Regions from separate parts of the Mus musculus genome. Here regions 1 and 3 are each linked to region 2. Evidence: chromatin contacts called from public promoter capture Hi-C data. All regions are on one chromosome and are shown on one strand. Each heading gives the region's core, a stretch centred on a gene start, on an enhancer-like site or on the middle of the called end of the contact. The rest is flanking DNA. Distances are from core to core; before and after follow the strand shown. Region 1 holds the start of Mybl2 (myeloblastosis oncogene-like 2). Region 2 holds the start of Fam83d (family with sequence similarity 83, member D). Region 3 holds the start of Srsf6 (serine and arginine-rich splicing factor 6).

Region 1 (4,565 bases), core at 640-3,139, 4.3 Mb after region 2:
CATATTCATGTACTTGTATTGCTTAGAGTTAAAGGTTTGTACACAGTACCCCAAAATAAAGTGTAGGAGAAAATAATCTCCCACTTCTCCAACATGCTTTGACCTGGTTATTCTGCAGGGACTATAGACAAGGAAATAACTTTGCAAGGCAGTCCTTTTGTAAAAGAAATTTACATTTGTAAAGGAAATCTGCGTTAGCCTGCATTCTGTACTAGGAACCGGCTGATGCCTATATCTTTCTTTTAACTGGGAGACTTTTATCTGCATGACAAGACCACCTGTTTGCCACATAATTCCTTTCCTTATCCCTAGTTAGCTTGTGTCACCACCATTCCTACAGAAGTCCTTGGACCTCATTCCTTTTTGTACCCCAGGAAGCTTCAAACGTCTGAGCCTTTGTATGATGTCATTATTTTACAGGACTCCAATGGATATGCAAGTAATTAAACCTGAGTTTCCTCCCGTTAATCTATTTCCTATCCATTTAATTTGCAAACAAGCCAAAGATGCTAGGAGGAAAGCCATTTGCCCTTTCCTTACCCCTTTCCTTACTATAAACTCTAGAACTACAGTTTGGGGAAGTCAGTGCCTCAGTTTCTCCATCTGCTATCGGGTAATACAAGCATATAACTCATTGGGTTGTTATGAAGATCAAAGGTTTCTATGAACTGTTTTTGTAGGTGAGGAAGCAGGCATGGAGAAGTTTGATAATTTGAGATAATGGAACTAGGGAAAGGTAGGCTGGGAATCACCCCCGAGGAGATCTCACTGTAAAGCACACTAGCCGTGAAGAGCAGCGATCCACATGAACTCCTTTGAAGGGAGAGGGGTGGGGGGAAGCCTTGAATTAAGCCAGGTGAAAACTTGTAGCTTTCAAGTCTTCATCCTTCTGTAGTAAATGAAGTTTTCGGAGTTGTACTGTCTAAAAGGGGCCAGCAGTTTTTGGAAAGAGATCTGAGGCCTGAGCCTAAAGGGCATTTGGCTGGGGTTCTTCCAGGCTCCTATCCTTTCAGGGAGTCCCAGTAAGATGACACTCAGTTTTTAGGTAGTAAATGACAACCTGAAAGAGACAACCCTTGCCATCAGAAATTGAACGTAAGCCAACAAGCCTTCCCCCTGGGCTTAATACATTTCCTAGGAAAGGCTGCTGGGATCCCAGAATGCTCACAGTTCAGCAGAGGAAATGCGCACAAATGCAAGCAGATGGGCAGGAGACCCCAGTCGGGGAAGATGTGGGGAGTTCCTGGTCCAAATACGGCCCAAGCAAAAGCTGCAAGACTTAATTTCGCCTCTCTGTGTCTTGGCGTGGTGATCTGGAAGGCCGTTACTAAATGGAGTTACAAAGATTTAACCCGGACAGAAGAGAGGTTTAAGTTTGGTGAGAGAAATGTTGGGATTTTGAGCTGGGTCTCTCTGAGGCAGCTGAAGAAGCAAGAGGCTTGCAAAGGAAAAGATACAAACCCAGTCAAAGGGAGCATGGGGGCTCTAGGGATAGTGGCTTGGACCGTCCCAAGCAGTGACAATTTGGGCGGGAAGTTTCTCCTATTCAGTTCTTCCAGTCTTTGCTATGTGTGTGGCTCGGGGTCTATCTAAGATTCACACAGAGCCAGGCCTCGCGCCTCATTGAATCCCTAAGGTAGGTGTATCTGGACACAGTAGATTGCCAACTAACAGAGCATCTGCCCGCTTGCACATTCGGTTTCTGCCCTCCGGTAAACCACTCCCCTCTTCCCCATGCTTGGGCTCCGCCCCTACAGTAGGCCCCTCCTAGGGTTCTGGCGCGCGGGCTCCGCCCCTCGTGTCTTGTACGCTTCGCCCCTTCCGTATGCTCCGCCCCTGCGCTCGCGCGCCAGGGCCGGGCGGCGCCGACGCACTTGGCGGGAGATAGGAAAGTGGTTCTGTGCGCTCCCTAGGCAGCTGCAGTTCCTGGGAACGTGCGACCAGACCTGCAGACACGCTGACGCCTGAGAGCACCGCCTGGGGCCCGGAGCGGCTCGAGCAGCCTGAGTCCTGACCCCGGCCCGGCTCCCGCTCCGGGCTCGGCCGGCGGGCGTAAGGGTGCGGCGGGGTCCGGGCCGGGGGGATGTCTCGGCGGACGCGCTGGTGAGAGGCTGCGGGCGCGCTGGGGTCCTCTCCCTTCTCCTTGGGTCGGCAAGCGTGAGATGGGGATCCCCGGGAGAAATGCACCCTGCGCCGCCCGATGCAGGGGCGCGCGCCACGTTAAGAGGCTATCGGGACCCCCTCGCTCGGTTCCTGGGCCTCCTGGGCCCGGGAGTCTGAAAGCGCGGGTTCCCCCTCTAGACCGGGTCCCAGCCCTGGGTGAGGTCCATCATCTCCCGCCTAATTGCAGGGTGGGGAAGGAAGGCTGTCGCTCGCGGTGTCAGCTGGAGGCCCATTACTGGGTAGGGAGAATGTCTCCCCTTGTCGCAGCGAGTGGAAGGCAGAAGCCTGGGAGACACTTGTCGATCAAGAGTGGCTCGAATTTGCTGGCGTTCCTTTCTTGTTAGCATTCCGGGAAGCACAAAGCCCCTGGGCCCTCCGCGGGATGCGAGACGGGGAATTCGTTGTCTCATGGGGTTTCGGCGGCCGGTTCGGTTTGGTTTCAGAAGCCTTCTTCCTGTCCCACGCTAGTTTTGGGCAGTTGGGGATGAGTAAAGACTATTGGTGTGCAACGAGACTGCTCTGCTAGCAGCCTCTGAGCCAAAGGCAGGAACTGGGTTTCCCTCTTAGTTCCCTAGAGGTTAGGTGGCTGGGTCAAGTCTGGACTTTTGGGACACCTGTGTATCTGGGGCCTAATCGCGGGGCTTTCCAGCCTTTCTAAGGCGTGGGATAATTGGGTTCTGCTGTGTTCCTTCTGGGTCTTTCCAATTCAGAACGCCTTTCCACCGTCTTCAGATGGCCGAACCTGGCCTAGGATGAAGATAAGGCACAGAGATGCCTGCTTGCTTACTTGCAGAGTTCTTCGTGGCTGGGTTGGGTATTGGTTTGGTCTGTGGGTGCTGATCAGGGTGGCTTCCCATGCCCCGGTGTCTAGGACAGTTCAGTGCCCAGGAAGGGCATCTGGAAGTACTAATCCCAGAGCCCCGGGCTTATCTGAGGGTCTCTTTTGTGAAGTGTGGACTCTGTGCCCCTGCATCCTCACGAGCCTTTCTCTGCCACATGGTGTGACTCCCTGTACCCCAGTGGCCCACTTCCCTCTTGGCCTCTGACTCACCTTTCCCTGGAGCATAGCCCAGAACGTACAAGGGCAAGAGAAAGGGTATGTGTATATACAAAAGTGTGACTTTTCTTTAAACAGCACACTGGCCTCTGCTTTTCATGCTACGGTTCCTAGGGAGGTTAGGGTGTAAAAATGTGGAGCTTGGTGTGACATAATCGTTGTCGGCCTCACTTTTCCCGTCTGTTAAATGGAGCCCTTGAGAATGCGCAAGAAGGTGTGTGACTGATGGATACTCCCATCTGTTTAATAGTGTGACCATGCCGGGTAGCAGCAACACATGTCTTTAATCACAGCACTCAGGCAGGTGAATCTCTTCAGTATACAGGACAGCATGGTTTGCAGAGTGAGTTCCAGGGCAGCCAAGGCAACATAGAGATACCTATCTCAAAGGACCCCCGCCCTCCAAATACTGTCACTATTACACAGCACTGAGGCTTCAGGCTCTCTTACACAGAGCCTTTTCCCTAGGACACCGGCTGAGCTTCTAATAGAATCTGGGCCTCGTGCTGGGTTTTGGAGAAGCAAACTCAACTGATAATGTTTAGTAGATTTTGCCTCCTGCTTTACAATGGTAGGTGGGGCGTGCATTGGGTCAGCACTGACAATACAAATCTGCTTTCTGGATTCTGTGACGCGTATTGCTAGGCTTAGGAACTTCTTTTCGTTTTCGTCGGGATTTTTTTTTAGAATTGTTTCGTAGGCAGCATCTTTGCAAGTATCCATTCATTCACAAATCCACTCCTTCCCTGGGCAAATATTTCTTTAGGCCTTTTCTGTGCCAAATTCCAGGATGTGAAGTTGGAGCTGACCTTTGTGGGTGAAGTCAAGAGCAGAGGTTGGGGCTGAGGGCTGGACCTGGCTTTCCAGAGTGCTTGTATGTGTGTAGGAGTGACAGGGAGGGAGGCTGTGCTGAGTGTGAGGGAAGACAGGGAGGGCTGTGCAGACACCAACGCTGCACACTTGTGGGCACAAAGTGTGGCTCGTCTTGCTCGTTTGGAAATCTCTACTCTTCCCAGTTACATATGACTGACTAACCTTTCGTATTTGCTCGAGGTGACCGAGTGCAGGTCCCGGGGAAGGATTAACCAAGTTCTGTGAAAAACTGGTTGTTTGCCTTTCTCCCTTAGTTATGTATCTGTGGGTGGTTTTGTGCACTTGCGTGTAGGTGCCCACAGAGGCCAGAGTGGCTGGACCCTTCTGGAGCTGGGAGGTTGTGGGAAGGGTGCTGGAGGCTGAATTTAGGTCCTCATCAAGGGCAGTATGTTCCTTAGTGGAGCCAGCTCTCCAGTCCCTAACTAGCATTCATAGTGTGATCTCCTTCCTCAAACCATCAAACTAGGCAATA
Region 2 (4,776 bases), core at 1,987-4,486:
ATTTATTTATTATATGTAAGTACACTGTAGCTGTCTTCAGACACTCCAGAAGAGGGAGTCAGATCTCATTATGGGTGGTTGTAAGCCACCATGTGGTTGCTGGGATTTGAACTTCGAACCTTCGGAAGAGCAGTCGGGTGCTCTTACCCACTGAGCCATCTCACCAGCCCACTACTTCTCTTCAAATTAAACATTTCCATGTGTGTCAGCCTCTCTCCCTGGAAGATGTGGATCCAAGGGCTAGGAGAAGCCTGGCAAGGTTGACCAGATGGCTCACTCCTACTGAAGACATCTATTTCCAAACCAGGTGCCCTGCAGTTCCCTGTGAGCTGTGGTTCCTTGCACCCACCTATGCTCCCCAAACTATTAGAAATTGGTAGCTATCACCAGATTGTGAATTTCTGGCCAGTAGCTCAGGGAATTGGAATGAATCCTAAACCCAGGTCTACTGAAGACTTTGGGGACATAATTCTTTATCAAATATACAGCATTAATGAAGCTTCTCTGTACTATTTGATTAACTTGTAGACTTTTGAGAAGCTTGCCAGAGTGTGTCCCTCAGCCAGGTGTAGTGGCACACATCTTTAATCCCAGCACATAGGCGGCAGAGGCAAGTGGTTGTATTTCTGAGTTCCAAGCCAGCCTGGTCTACAGAGTGAGTTCTAGGCTAGCCAGGGCTACTCAGAGAAACCTTGTCTCCAAAAAACCAAATAAAAAATAAAATAAAATATGGCCTCTGGGTTGGGTTAACACAGTCTAGCTTTGTAACAATGTGAGACTCTTGGTTCTTAGTGTTCTATACCCTCTGGTTCTGGGCGTTGTCTCCCACCTGTTCTTCTAAAGCAGGATATTGGGATATTTTCCAGAGGGGCCATCCTTACACGATGTTGGGACTGTCTGAACTGTCGCTATTTGTAGCCTGGTGATATCCCCTTCTTCCCCAGGGCACAGAAAAGCCAAGGGTCATATGGCCAGGGCCAACAGCTCCACTAAAGTGACCCACCACTTTTCTAGAAAGCCCGAGACCTCTCCCTTGTTGACCAGAGGGCCTGCTTCTCATGGGCACTTCAAATGCCACTGTGCGGGGCCTGGCTCTGCATACCTAGGAAAAGTCTGCAGACACCCAGCCCTCCGCAATAATTCACCAGACCAGAAGCCACTGATGTACAGAGAACACTTAAGAAAAAAAAATGTATTTTATGTGAAAAAAAAGTTAAAACTCTGTATACTGTATCAGCAGCTTTGTGTAAAAAATGGCAATCAAAAGAGTCTAATATATTTAAAACTTTTTTAAAAAAATATTCTCATGGATCTTTGATATCGTTCTGAAGCAGCTCCATGCCTCCAAGATGGGGTCTGACCATGTCACCAAGGGGCCTGTGCCTCTGGAGTTACTTCCAGCTGCCAAGGCCTGTGACGGAATTCATTGCTATGGATTTTTAATTAAGATTATTAAATTCCTTTTAATAACACCTGCTGGTCTGACTGTGGTTACTGCTGTGCCCTCGTCTGCATGGGACTGGTTTGAGTTCCACAAGAGATCGTGCCAGGGAGGCTCCCAGACATGGCTGCACCCAGAAGGCTCCCCGAGGAGGTCCCCAAGTCAGGGGAGCTTTGGGGATTCATAGGTGGAACTAAAGAGGTTTCTAGATTGGGAGATAGTGGTGAAAACTTATGAATTTAAGGAAAGATAGGTGGTCAGTGTTGGGCTTTATCCTGTCAAATATTTTCTTCGAAGTCACGTGATATCCTACAGCAGCAGTTTTATTACAGTTTGATTGGTTTATGTTATTTATGTTACCAGGGTGCTCCCTTCCTCTGTTCCACTGACTTGTCCTGGGCCTTCCCATGTTCCTCTCTGGGCTTTTTCCTTTAGCTTATAGTGGAGAGCAATGCTCTACGTCATTCAATGGGATCATAGATTATGATCTCTGATTATCCTTGCTTTTAACCCAGGAAACAGAGGCAAAGACACTGTGTGACTGTACAGCCTCAGGCCTGGCCCCTGTCCTTATTACATGCAAGAGCTGGTTCGATTTGATAGAGGAAGGTAGTCTTCTGCATCCTGGATGCCAGAGTGGGGACACAGGAAGCTCTTGCCTTTGGGCTTGAATAACTTCCCTGAGAAGGCTGGAACCAGGGAAGGATGAAGAGAGGGAGGAGATCCTCACAGCAGTACTGGTTTGTTTTAAGTTTACAGAGGTAGAGGCAGGGGGTTAGAAAGCCAAGGTCATCCTTCGCTACAAGATATGAGAAAGGGAGAGAGAGAGAGAGTGAGAGAGACCTTTAAGCGAAGAAGTAGATACCACAGTGGATTAGTATATAGATGTATATGTATGAGCATATATGTATGTGTATATGTATATAGATATATATGTGTATGTTTGCAAGGTCTTCTGTGACCTCTCTTAGGATTGACACAGAATAAGATGGCTTCGAACTCCAGATTCTCCTACCCTAACCTCCCATGTGCTGGGAGTGTGCCACCACCCCCAGCTCTGCACCACTGAGAAAAAAAGACATTTATTTATTTTTATTTAATGTGTATGTTTGTGTGCTACGTATGCATACAGTGTCCGTGGATACCAGAAAGGGCATCATCAGATTCCCTGGAAGCATTATAGGTGGTTAGAGGTTGCCAGGGGAGACAGTGCTAAACCCAGATCCTCTGGAAGTGCTCTTAACTGATGAACCACCACTCCAGGCTCTATCTCTGTCTCTTTGTCTCTCTTCCTCCCCATCTTTTCCCTTCCTTCTCCCTCCCCCTCCCTCCGTCCCTCTGTCCTTCTCTCCTTCTCACTTGCTCTCTGTATTGATAAGTTAATGATTAGATGCAGGGTGGAGTGGCAATGAGGCTGATCACACCAAAATAAGCATGTCCAGGAGCAAGTCCTACCCCTAGTCCGAGTCCTTGAAGCACCATGTTATAGGGCACTCGGCAGGGGGCGTGCTCGGACAGTGCGGGGCTATGTCCCGGGTTGGCAGGGTTCTGGAGCCGCTAGGGCGGGGTAAAGTCAGATTTAAATTCCGCTCAGCCATCAGGCAGTGAGAGCAGAGGGTGGGCGGGTTCTGTCTCAGGAGCAACCAATAGCAATGAGGGGGCAGAGCCTTTGGTACGCATGGGAGACATCCAGCCAATGGGATTGCTGGGGCGGGGCGGCGAGCCAATAGAGCGGGCTGGTTTGATTCAAAGATGCCTATAAAAACTCAGACTACCACCGTAGACAAGTGGATCGGTTCTGGGCACTGCCATGGCTGCTCGCTTCGAGCTGTTGGACGACCTTCCCGCGGCCTGCCTGTCTCCGTGCGGACCGCCCAACCCCACGGAGCTGTTCAGCGAGGCGCGGCGTCTGGCTCTCGAGCAGCTGCTGGCCGGTGGTCCCGACGCCTGGGCCGCCTTCTTACGGCGTGAGCGGCTGGGCCGCTTCCTCAACGCCGACGAGGTGCGCGAGGTTCTGGGCGCTGCCGAGCGGCCGGGCGAGGATGGGGCGGCGGTAGCGGAGGACTCGTTCGGCTCCTCTCACGAATGCTCGTCGGGCACCTACTTTCCGGAGCAGTCGGACCTGGAACCGCCGGCGTTGGAGCTCGGCTGGCCTTCCTTCTACCAGGGTGCCTACCGCGGTGCCACGCGTGTCGAGGCTCATTTCCAGCCCCGCGGCGCGGGCGCCGGAGGCCCGTATGGCTGCAAGGATGCGCTGCGCCAGCAGTTGCGCTCCGCCCGAGAGGTGAGCGGCCCCCTGGCAGCGGGTAGGGGAGGAGCATCGGCCTTCTGAAAATTGAGTCATGTCGTAGTTCCAACTTCTGTTATTGGTACCCCTGGAACAGAGCGACTGTTAGTTCAAACCAAAGTGGATTGCAGAATTCCAGGGACGTCAGCTGACATTAGGTCTCACTTTCAGGAGCTAAGTAAAAGCTTAGTTTTACCCAAAAGATGATACCCGGAGACCATGGGGAGATCTGTAATTACCACTTTTCCACGCTTCTTAATGTTGTAGACAGATAAATTCGAGCAGTCGGTTTATCTCTTTCACTTCTGTGAGTGAGTCTGGTGGGAGATATTTTTAACCCACAGTGCCTGGGACTGTTCCAAGTAGCATTGATCCAAAATGCAAATATTTGTGCTTTAGATAAGCCACTGGTTACAATGGGTTTTTATCTTAGCTAGTGTCAGACTGCCCGATTGGCCTGGGGTGGAGTATAGAGTCTGGCCTGCCATAGATCAGGGAGAAAGGGCTCCACTTGGGAGGGTGTGGCTACAAGTTTGCATGCTGGTGAACACTGCTCCATTCCCAGACCTTTTGACTGCCTGGAACATGACGGGCAAAGCCTCAGACCATGTCAAGACTTAGTAGGCCTGGCACCGCTATATGTTAGGGTGCGGATCAGGTTGACATCACCAAGTCTAGGAGCAAGTTTGCGTTCTGTTTTTGTCTTTTGTTTTTTGTTTTCCTCTCTGCAAGACAAGGTCACTGTAACCCAGGCTTACCTGGAACTTACAGGCTTCAATTTCAGGCAATCCTCCTGCCTCTGCCTTCCTAGTGCCAAAGCCAAAGTTCTGATGCTGGTTCTGTACCTGACAGGCAGGACTTTGAGGATAAGAGTGTAGGTGACCAAGCTGTTCAGGGAATAGTATGGCTATGGCTGGATTCATGTTAATCCTGTGAGCTTTGGGTGGGCTGAGGGTCCGTTTGATGCTGGAAATGTTTCACTTGTGAGTTCAGTACAAAATTATAAAGCGTTTGGAAGAGGCAAAATTGTGGGCTAAGGGTGCATGCC
Region 3 (4,697 bases), core at 1,930-4,429, 4.2 Mb after region 2:
AGTGACTTCTCCGGTTTACAAGCTGTTGTTGTGCAAACCTTGTTCCTTGGTTTAAAACTATTGGTTAAATAAAATTGGCTACTGCCAATTCCTGGAGGAACTAGAGGTGGGTGGTTTTGGGTGATGTGGTTGGAGGAGAGATTGGGAGAAGAGAAGAAGTGGCCAGGAGGGGAGAACCATGAGCACATGGCCAGGAGAAACAGCAAGTATCTGGGGCACACCACTGGGGAGCCAGCCAGGCCAGCAGTCAGAAGAGGAAACTAGTGATTACCCACCAGTAAGCAGTCAAAGCCAAATAAAATGGCCACAGTCTGAGTCTCATTTATTTGTAAGCTAGTTAGAATAAGCTTAAAGTGGTTCTTCTACACTGTCCCTCAGCAGCTGCTGTCACTTTCTGAAGGCTTACCACATTTTTTTTTTCAGTCACATTGGATATGGGAGTAGACCACTGGCACTTACATGGATAGAGCTCAGGGAGTCTGTTGAGTGTCCCACAGCACAGAGGATCACCCGTGACAAAAAAACCATCTGACCCAGGGGCCAGCAACGTGGAGACTGAGAGCCCGGCTCTAAATGGATCTCCTGCAGATGTTCTGAAAGTTTTATTTTACCCAGGGATATTTGTTTGAGACAGGGTCTCAGTATGTAGCCCAGGCTGGCTTTGAACTCACAGAGATTCCCCCTGTCTCTGCCTCCCAAGTTCTGGGGGCAATTTGGAGATAAATAAATATATATATTTATCTAAAAGTGTGTATGTGTTTAGAGGTATGTACTTATGTGTGCGGAGGTCCACAAAAGCCAGAGGCATTGGATTCCCCCCTGCAACTAGAGTTATAGGTGTTTGTGAGATACTTGAATTTCATTCTAGGTACCCAGGTCAGGTCTTCGGCAGCAAACCATTGAACCATATCCCCAGCGCCTTGCTCAGTTGACTGATCCTCTTGCCCGGAAGTCTGATCTGCTGGTGTTACAGGTGTGCACCACCGCACCTGGCTCAGAAGATTTTAAATGAGGGTTTGGACTGGCTTGGCACCGTTTACACAAATCTCCCGCAGACAAGCCTCAGAGATCTATCTATCAGACTGATGGCATGGATGGGCCATCAGTCAGATGCTCTGGGCAGAACTTCCCAGAGCAGCCTCTGCTGCATTCCACACAAATACTCTGGGGTGGCTGTGTTAGTTGAGATTTCACATGGTAACAGAATCAGTTGGGGGTGGGAGGGAGATGTGGTGAGCGAACCTGTAGGAACTGGCTCTCATTGATATTGAGGCTCTGGAGTTCCAAACTAGCATGTGCATCAAGTGTGGAGGCCAAGGGTCACCTCAGGTGTCATTCCACAGGAACGGTCAAGCTCCAGAAGCAAGCAGTTTCCCAACAGACCCTTCCCTTCCTTGTTTTTAAGACAATGCCTCAAACTTAGCCAAGGCTAATCTAGAACCCATAGCAGTCCTCCTTCCTCAGCTCCCGGATGCTGAGAACAGGCATCAGATACTGCACCTGACTATCTGGCTTTTCCCTCCCCCAGCCCACTAAAAAAATAAATAGACTCTCATGCTGCGCACTTGTCATTTCAGTTTGTTGCTTTTGCAAAGTACCAAGTTAGGTCGGCAACAGGACTCCCCAGTGCTGCTGATCCAACTAGGAACTTTGGAAGATAAATGATCTCATGGGTTGTCTTGTGTGTGTGTAGAACATGAAAGTAGAAAGGGAACTATGTGAAGGAAACAAGGATAAGGGAAGAGGGGAACAAAATATGGTAATAGGGTAGGAGAATGACAAATACTGGCTTTTTCGTCTCGTGTGGAATCCAGATGTGTGTTTGCTTTTACAAATAATTTTAAAATGTGTTATCATCACACTTAGTTATTTATTGAAGGCATGACACGCATCAGGAGGTCAGAGGACAACTTGCAAGAATTGTTTTTGTTGTTGTTGTTGTTCCTTCTACCGTGTGGGTCTCTAGGATCAAAGTCGGGTCCTCCAGCTTGGCAGCAAGCACCTTTACCGGCTTCAGTCTTCTCACCACTCACAAATAAATTTTAACAAGTTTTTAGAAATTGACAATTTGATAAAACTGTTATGTGTTGACTTCATTCTGTGTTCCATGAATATTTTTAAAAGCTGTCTACATATATATATTTATATTTCTAACTTAAGGACGTTCTCTTCCCTCGAGAATACTATTAACACATCTCCCTGTGTGCTATCAACATTGCCGGTCTGCCCCAGAGGACAGAATCTTCTCTCATTATAGCTGAAAAGCCTGAGGCTGCCCAGATTCTGGGCAGAAAACAAATTCCTAAAGAGCAGGTACTAACTCAATGGCAGTCTTTTCTCTCAGCTTTTATCACACCGTGCTCTGCTTTCGGTTTCCTTACCTCTCTAGCCAAACCTTCGCCGTGCTTTGAATACTCCCAAGGCATGCTCCTTGATAGTCAATTAACTTTACTCCAGGGCAGTGGGGCTGTTTTGTTTAACTCTACAGCATTAGATGTCACCTCCATAAACTCCTAAGTGTGTATTTCTGCTTTATAAATAGTTTGCCTTCGGATCCAACCAGGTTAAGGACAGTATGGATAGGAAAGGGGATAGGGGGTCTTGGAGGACCATGGGGCCCAGCCATGCTCCCTTTGTGAACGGCCGCGGCGAGCGCGGGATTCAGAGCTGTCAGAGCTCCGAGCAGAGGGAGGGATGCCACCCAGACCAGCCACAGCACCTCCCCCGCTGGTCACTAAACCTCGGGGACAGATCCCGAGCCGCTGAGAAACTAAGGAACTGTCCGACTCCCAAGAGCGTGTACTCAACGAAACCAGTGCGAGCTACCCGCTGAAGGGAAAGAGCAACCTCTTTTTTTTTAGTAGACCAATCAGAGACCAAGATGGCCTAGACTGACAGCCCGGACAACCAATGAGAAATAAAACTCGTTCTCCGCGTGCCTGGGCACAAGAACAGTTTATTAGGCACGACTCAAAAGGTCCGGGCCTCGGCTGTTTACGCTGATGGCTGCACAGCGCCAGGGGACATGACAGTAGCGAAATCAACTCCCAGCAAGCACGGCACGCGCCGCGGGCCGCCCCAACACATCCGGAGCGGCCCGCGGCGCGGGAGAGGACGTGCTGCGCGACGACGTCACGCGCTGCGCCGCGCCGCGCCCCGCCCCCGGGCACTTATAGCGTAGGCCGGCGCGCGCGCGCGCACCATTGTGTGGCTGACTCGGCCGCCGCTGCGGTGTGAGGCGCGTGTTCGGGCCTTCGCCGTCCCCGCACCCGCACCGCAGCCCTGCCCCGCGGCCCGCCGCCCCTCCGCCAGCCTCCCGGAGGACACCCGTGGGTCACGGCCATGCCGCGCGTCTACATAGGACGCCTGAGCTACAACGTCCGCGAGAAGGACATCCAGCGCTTTTTCAGCGGCTACGGCCGCCTCCTCGAGATCGACCTCAAAAATGGGTGAGTCGGGTCTGGGAGGCCGCGCCCCGCGGCGGAGAGAGGTCCCCCAAGGACCCGAGGCGGCCAAGGCCGCGGCGCCGCGTGGCAGGGCCTCTAAAATGGCGGCGGCGGCGGCGCCCCGAGCGCGCGCGCGCGGGGGAGGGCGCGGGAGCGCGCGGCGCCGGCTAACGACACGCCCGCCCGCCGGTGCGCGGCTCGCGCTCCGCCCCTCCGCAGGTACGGTTTCGTGGAGTTCGAGGACTCCCGGGATGCCGACGATGCCGTGTACGAGCTCAACAGCAAGGAGCTGTGCGGCGAGCGCGTGATCGTAGAGCACGCCCGGGGCCCGCGCCGCGACCGCGATGGCTACAGCTACGGAAGCCGCAGTGAGTCCTTACCCCCGCGCGCTCCGCGTCCTGGGTACCTGGGGGGGGCGGGGGTTGGGGGCGCAGGGCGGGTGCAGTCACTTGGGTGGGCAGGGTGGGACCTCCCCAGCCCGGGCAGGCGCGGAGGCCGGGGCTTGTCGGCCCTGGGTGTTCCCGGGGCCCCTCTACCTCCACGCATGCCCGGGTAGCCGTGGGACACCGGAGCGCGGGGAATGGGGTCGGGTGGCCGGTTGACTTAAGTTTGGAAGGAGTGGCTTCAGTTGGCCCTCTTTGGCACTGACTTGGGTTCTGCCATTGAAAGCGAGGGCTGGCTGTATTTGTAGTATGCCCCCTTGCTTATCTGTCAGTGCTTGTTAGCATTGAGGAAGTTTCTAGGAAGGCTGGGGTGGAGGTGGGGCAGGGGGCGGGGAAAGGGGAGGAGCTTGAAGTCTAAGTCTTAGGAGCTGGGAGGCTTGATTGGGGGGGGGCAAAGAAAATGCCATTTTAAACTAAGTAATGTGGCATAGTACCACAAAGTAAATCTAAATAAGCTTTATGCTGTATTTGAAATAGTTGGGGCATGTTACTGGGAGGGGGTTGGGGGGATTTTGGTTATGTGAAATGTTTAATGTTGAAATTGTTGCATGTTGAATTCCAACTTTTTAACAAGTCCTTGATGTTTCAATTTGAAAGTGACCAATGGGGCTGAGGCTGTGTCCACTGAGGCTAAGATGACTGCCTTTCCTGATTGGCCTTGGCTTTTCCATACATTGTGTGACCCTTGCCCTATGACCCTTTGGCTGACCTTACCGGAAGCCATGACGACAGCAGCCTTTTGCCATTAGACGCAGGGTGATGGTGAGGATTCCAAGGGTTAGACAAAACTGGTTAATCTGAACTAGGT

The links. Promoter capture Hi-C pulls out the DNA fragments that hold promoters and counts their contacts.
Region 1: a promoter capture Hi-C map of pre-B cells shows a contact between it and region 2. The contact joins the promoter of Mybl2 here to the promoter of Fam83d in region 2. A contact is called at or near these places in 2 of 39 promoter capture datasets (cranial neural crest and pre-B cells).
Region 3: a promoter capture Hi-C map of pre-B cells shows a contact between it and region 2. The contact joins the promoter of Srsf6 here to the promoter of Fam83d in region 2.

Annotation. Positions count from the first base shown.
Region 1 is chr2:163,052,746-163,057,310 of GRCm38.p6, forward strand. It overlaps Mybl2 (myeloblastosis oncogene-like 2), which reads left to right and starts at 1,890. Exons shown (of 14, transcript NM_008652.2): 1 at 1,890-2,103. The coding sequence starts at 2,084.
Region 2 is chr2:158,764,863-158,769,638 of GRCm38.p6, forward strand. It overlaps Fam83d (family with sequence similarity 83, member D), which reads left to right and starts at 3,237. Exons shown (of 4, transcript NM_027975.2): 1 at 3,237-3,725. The coding sequence starts at 3,252. It overlaps Ppp1r16b (protein phosphatase 1, regulatory subunit 16B), which reads left to right. Exons shown (of 11, transcript NM_001159662.1): 11 at 1-1,472.
Region 3 is chr2:162,928,329-162,933,025 of GRCm38.p6, forward strand. It overlaps Srsf6 (serine and arginine-rich splicing factor 6), which reads left to right and starts at 3,180. Exons shown (of 6, transcript NM_026499.4): 1 at 3,180-3,449; 2 at 3,666-3,814. The coding sequence starts at 3,343.